Linked DNA regions of Canis lupus: region 1 is linked to region 2. A link is a contact called in public Hi-C data. All regions are on one chromosome and are shown on one strand. The core of a region is the stretch at or near the end of the contact, and the rest is flanking DNA. Distances in the headings are between cores, read along the strand shown.

Region 1 (3,078 bases), core at 455-2,954, 91 kb after region 2:
CATAGTAAGTGGTTTCTTTTTCTTTTTCTTTTTCTTTTTTTTTTACTTTTTTAAAAAATTTATTTATCATAGTCACACACACACACACAGAGAGAGAGAGAGAGAGAGAGAGAGAGAGAGAGAGGCAGAGACACAGGCAGAGGGAGAAGCAGGCTCCATGCAGGCTCCATGCACCGGCTCCCTGGGCCAAAGGCAGGCGCTAAACCGCTGTGCCACCCAGGGATCCCAGTAAGTGGTTTCTTTCACCATTTTCTACAGCCAGTGAGAGGGCCAAGGCCGGTGTGGAGGAGAGGGAAGGAGCACGTTGCTGGGCGCAGCTCGGGCAGCCGCTGCTCCTCCGCGTCTCACCAAGTGTTCTGGAAATTCTGCCAATTTCTTCATCTTTAAAATGAGAATCATAGCAGTGTCTACCTAGCAGCTTAAAAAAAAGAGATTTATTTGTTTATTTGAGAGAGGGTCAGTAGGAGAAGGACAGGGGGAGGGGGAGAGAGAATCTCAAGCTGACTCCCCACTGAGTGTGGAGCCTGAGTGTGGAGCCTTGGGGCATGGTCCCATAACCCTGAGATCCTGACCTGAACCAAAATCAAGAGTCAGATGCTTAACCAACTGAGCCACTCCTGGAGCCCTTACCTAGGAGCTTTTTGGTAAGGTTCATATATATTTAAAATTCTTAAAACACCTTAAAACTATGCTCAATAAGTAGTACATACTATTTAAGTGGTGACTTTTTAGTACTCAAATTGAAGGCTCAAGAGAGTGAACTGTTTAAAGCAAATTTGGGATTATTTTGCATGGTTACCTTCTATTTGTTCGATTTACATCAGAGATCCTATTCATTTCAACTTCTAAGCATTCTGATGAAATTGATTTCTAAATCATATCTCTGTAGCCATTTTTTTTTCACAGAAACATCCAATTTTTAGTATTCCTGTTGATCTCATAGTAACTGGATCTTTTTTTTTTTTTTCTTCTTTCATCCACAACTGGTATAGTTCAGATTTACTGTCCTGGTTCTGTTGCCATTGTTTTTATCAAAAACAGTTTTTGTTTTTGTGACAGTTTTATAGTTCACCTCTATATTTAGAGTGCTGTGGTATGATTCTCTGGTTAATGGAAACTAAAAAGTGAGATGTGTTAATACTGATTTACATATATGTTTCCATGCTTTTTTTCCTCTTCTTCAAATTTTAAGGCTAACTTAACTATTTGATTGGGCTGTCCAAGGAATTGGATGCATTGTGGAGGTGAGCAAAAAGTGATCTAATGATTCATTGTGAATCTTCATATATCTCAGCTTTCAGTTTCTGGTACAGGTTACGTTACAGAGATGACAGTAAACAGCTTGCCTGGCAGCAGGGATCTTAAAACTTCCTCTCAGTCCCCTCCCACCCTCACTCACTAGGATGTGCATGCTCACCTCCCTCATGTTATTCCAAGTATCACTAGAGACCACAAGTTCACTAAGCTCTGAAGACAGGTCAGCTCATGCTTTTATGCTCTCACCTCCATATCAATTTGCCTCTTCTGTGGTCAGGGCTTTATAAAATAGATAAAAATTAATTATTTTCTCTCATTCCGTAAGCTTTTTTATGGTATCTACTAATTGCATTTTTTTTCTTTTCTTAACTGTAAGCTGTAGTTAAGTCAGTTACTGATGTTAACTGTTGCTATCAATGTCTCAGATGACCGACCATACAGAAAAGGGGTTAGCTAAGTTTTCTGATGTCTTCCTAAGGACACGTTTGTTTAATGGCTCCATCTGCTGGAGAGAGTGGGCACTGCTTGTTTTTGTTATCAGGTAAAATGTCAAGAGGCAAGGTAGAAAGTTCCTAGATATAGCTGGACATTTTTTAGGGAATTTGGCCGAAAGATGAAACTTTCGGCCACATTTGCAGCATTGTGAGGGACTGAAGAGAGGGAATTTCTGGATTTTTAAGCATTGCAAAATGTCTTCTGTTAATGTGAAGACACTGGCTGGGAAGGATTGAGATCTTGAAAACTGGAATCAGGACATATGGGAAGATTCTAATCGAGCTAGGGACATGAAACCCCAAATTCTATTGCATCCTTTTTGCCAGTAAATGTAGCCTTTCCACTCCCATCCAAGTAGGTTAGCCTTACTTTGCTTGAAGCACCTGTAATGTCCTCACTTAAGTAGATGGTCAAGTGACCAGAAGTCTAACCTGAATTCTGTAAGAGGTCATGTCTGCTCAATTTGCTTACTTGAGCTATTTTACAGATGCAGAATCTTTTTTTTTTTTAAAGATTTTATTTATTTATTCATGAGAAAAACACACACACACACACACACACACACACATAGGCAGATACATAGGCAGAGGGAGAAGCAGGGTCCCTGTAAGAAGCCTAATGCGGGACTTGATCCTGGGACTCCAGAATCACACCCTAAGCTAAAGGCAGATGCTCAACTGCTGAGCCACCCAGGTGTCCCAGACCCAGAATCTTTTAAATTAAAAGTGGGGGGCAAGTCTTTGAGAAATAACTCTATTAAACAGAAAAAAAAATTATATAGTTCATTTTTTTTCCACTCCCCAAAGAGATCTACGACCATTAGTCTTTCATTGAGGGAAGAGAAACAATCAGACTTTTGAAGTGTTATTGGACATTGACTCTGAATGAACACTAATTTCAAGAGACTCAAACCATCATTGTATTATACTGATCAGAGTAGGGACATAAGGAGGTCAACTGATTAATGAAATTGTGGCTTAGGTCAGCCTCATAGGTCTGCCTATTTTCTTCATCTAACAGAGACTTCTCCCTGGGAAAACCCTACAGCTGGCCATGTGGATGCCAGTAGCTTCTTGCTCCTGAACACTATAATCCAAGAACTCCTGGATATATATGTAAAAAAGAATGTATTTCCAAATATGAGAGGAGAAAGAAAGTAAGAAGGGATCATTTCCAAAATATCTGAGGCAAGATTACCAAACAAATGATTCTGAGACCACCGTAGAATCACTTGCTAGACTCTATCCTAGAATCATATGAGCAGGAAATACCCCCATCCCATGCCTTTTAGCGGATGAATGCAAACCAGAATACCTGCACAGTCAG
Region 2 (2,882 bases), core at 359-2,858:
CCATCTTATTGTTTTCTGACTATTGTCAGAGACATAGGCAGAGGGAGAAGCAAGCTCACTCTAAGGAGGAGCCCAATATGGGACTCGATCCCAGGATTCTGGGATCACGCCCTGAGCTGAATGAAGGCAGATGCTCAACCACTGAGCAACCCAAGTGCCCCTATAGTTCAGTGATTAACACATCATTATGTTACAGAATTAAAGTTTTCTGAATCTGATTAATTGGAATTTTGCATTACTTCATATTTGAAGCCACAGTCACTTCTTTCAATCATTACTAGCTGCCTTCAAGTGAGAGGTACTTTTTGTTGCTCCTGCTCATATTTTGAGGCTTTCTCTGACCTCACATGGATATACTTGTTTCCTATTTTGGCATAATTCTTAAGTTTGTATAGTTCTCTCCACCTTGCAACAGAGCACGTTGGCTTTGGTAATCTCTCTATGTATTCCTGAGGGTGGTGCTACAGCTGAAGATTGTGTTCTGTCTTGCCTCAAATCCGGTTTTGTGTTCTGCACTTACTCTCCTATCTAGCTTCTTTTTGCTGTCACCCAGCGGCGGGCCCACAAAGAGCCAGCCACAAAGTGGGTGGGGTGAGGGAGAGGTGTCAGTTTGGCGATTAGGGCACTGGGGGGGCCCATGGGCCAGCTGGGCTGATCCTCAGGTGAAGTTTTTCCTAGCAGGTCTTCGCCAGACCTTTTACTGGAGTCTAGAAGAAAATTAGGATTGGTGTTCCTGGAACACCCTCTAATATTCTCTCTCTCTCTCTCTCTCAATCTCCTCCCCTCCCTGAGTCACAGAACTCTTGCCTTAATACTCCAGGTTGTGTGGGAGAGAAGAGTTTCTCTAGCAGTGTCCTATACACTGGGTAAGCCAGGCACTCACTTGCTCTTCTAATTTTTCCCTTGTGGGAGGAAACCCAGGTCTCATTCTCTAAACTGTGCCACTGTCAGGGAGGAATGATTCTTGCAAATTTCCTCTTACCCATCCCAAAGCTTCCAAACTCTTCTGGTTTTTGTTTTTTGTTTGTTTTTGTGCTCCGGTGGAGTGCTGGAACTTTTCCTCCAGTAGCCTGAACTTGTATAAAGGTGCTTGTGTCTGTGAATATCTGCCCAAGTCAGCATTTTCCAGGCACCCTAAAAGGGACTGGATGATCCTACTGGTTCCACAGCCGTGTGGGGATCTGTCTGCCTATTACCCAATTCACAGGTGAGTGAGACTTCTCCTGAGTCTCTTGAGATATGGTGCTGGATAACACAAGCTCCCACAGAGGCACTTTTGTTCATGGATAAATGCCAAGTTTTAAGTGTTAACAGAAGACACGATGAGGAATTTCTTATGTTGTTATGATATTGATGTCACTCTGTAACTTTCACAATTTAATTTTCTTAATTTTGTATTTGTTTTCTAATCAAAAGTCCAGCAAGTGAATTTCTACCTTTGCCAGAGGAAGAATTTGGCCACATTTAGACTTCCTGTATTTACACATATATTTTTAGTTAATGATACTTTCAGTTGTGGTTTAGCCATAGTTCTAATGTTGTAAGATTTTTCTTTTACTGCCACGGTTTGCTGCTTCAAGAAATGAAGAAGTAGACCAGGTGAAAAGTGGTGGACAGTAAAACAAAACTTATCCAGCCGTAGTTCAGAGCTCCGGAAGAGGAAGGCAGTACCAGAGGTTACAACATGAGTTGTTTTTTGTTTTCGTTTTTTAAAGATTTATTTATTTATTCATGAAAGACACAGAGTGAGAGACAGAGGCAGAGACATAGGCAGAGGGAGAAGTAGGCGCCATGCAGGGAGCCTGATGTGGGACTCGATCCCGGATCCTGAGATCCCAGGATCACGACCTGAACCAAAAGACAGGCGCCCAGCCGCTGAGCCACCTAGGTGTCCTACAACATTGAGTTTCTAAGTTTAGGGGCTTTTAGGGGATGTTTTAATCTGATTGTCCATGCGCCTGTCACCCAATCAAATGTCCACGTGTTCGTCTACCTATCAGATAGCTGTTCACGTGCCTGAGGGTGGAGGGTTCCTTCCTGGCTAGTGTAAGATCCTTTTAAGGGTGATTTCTTAGGTTGTTGCCCCTTGTTCCTACCTTTCTTTCTTTTCTTTTTTCCACTTGAGAGAAATAGCTTAAGACAAATTCTAAATAGAAAAGTTATAAAAGAATTAACATATTATTAGTTTCTGAGGTAGAGTTCAGTGATTCACTTGCTTTTCTTGTATCTTTCATTGTTACTTCATCATACACAGTTTAATCATAGTTATGCAGCACTTAGTTTAAACTTTCTATTAAGTACAATCATTAACCCTAGTGAAGAATCTATAGTTCTCTTTATTTCATACAAAGTCTTTATCTTTCCTGAGATCCTTATTTGTAACTATCTATTAGTCAGCTGGATCTATTTATTCATCAAGTAGTTTGTTTTTAGAAACATATATGTTGTGTATGTTGTATTCTATAAAATCCTAATGTTATATTTTGGTTTTAACTTGCATGAGAACTACATGAGTATAAGAACTTGCCTCACTCAATATTTTTCTCAGTGCAGACATTCTATTATTTCCAGCCGTTGATGTGGTTGTGGCAAAGTCTACAGTGGCACAACATGCCACAAAGTCTATGGTTGGAATTCCCCATTGTAAGCAACATGCTTTATCTTTAAACTGAAAAATAAGAAACTTTACCAAAATCTGCTTTATTTATTCTTTGCTCTGATTTAGTTGTCTTATTTCAGGAAAGGCTTCTTCTTTTAATGCTTAGCTGCTTTCTACTGTGGGCTAGTCTTCAGGAATACTAATTTTATGCATGTCATTTTCTTTCTTAAAGATCACTTTTTAATTGCCTTGACTTGGTTTGCAGCGTCAGTTTTATGTCATG

Evidence for each region. Hi-C and Micro-C count contacts between places; a contact is called where the count stands out from the background.
Region 1: a contact with region 2 is called in a Hi-C map of blood, with 4 times the contacts expected there. The contact joins two enhancer-like sites. A contact is called at or near these places in 2 of 9 Hi-C or Micro-C datasets (both in blood).

What each region holds. Positions count from the first base shown.
Region 1 is chr27:9,890,472-9,893,549 of UU_Cfam_GSD_1.0, forward strand. It overlaps the pseudogene LOC100684567. Among named protein-coding and RNA genes, the nearest start is that of CD69, 58 kb to the right of the region's middle. Within about 2 kb of position 1,705, at least 3 of the 20 cell types and tissues checked have an H3K27ac peak or open chromatin away from gene starts, as enhancers often do. A contact at or near this core is called in blood, where this site is marked.
Region 2 is chr27:9,799,238-9,802,119 of UU_Cfam_GSD_1.0, forward strand. No RefSeq gene overlaps it. Among named protein-coding and RNA genes, the nearest start is that of KLRB1, 12 kb to the left of the region's middle. Within about 2 kb of position 1,609, at least 3 of the 20 cell types and tissues checked have an H3K27ac peak or open chromatin away from gene starts, as enhancers often do. A contact at or near this core is called in blood, where this site is marked.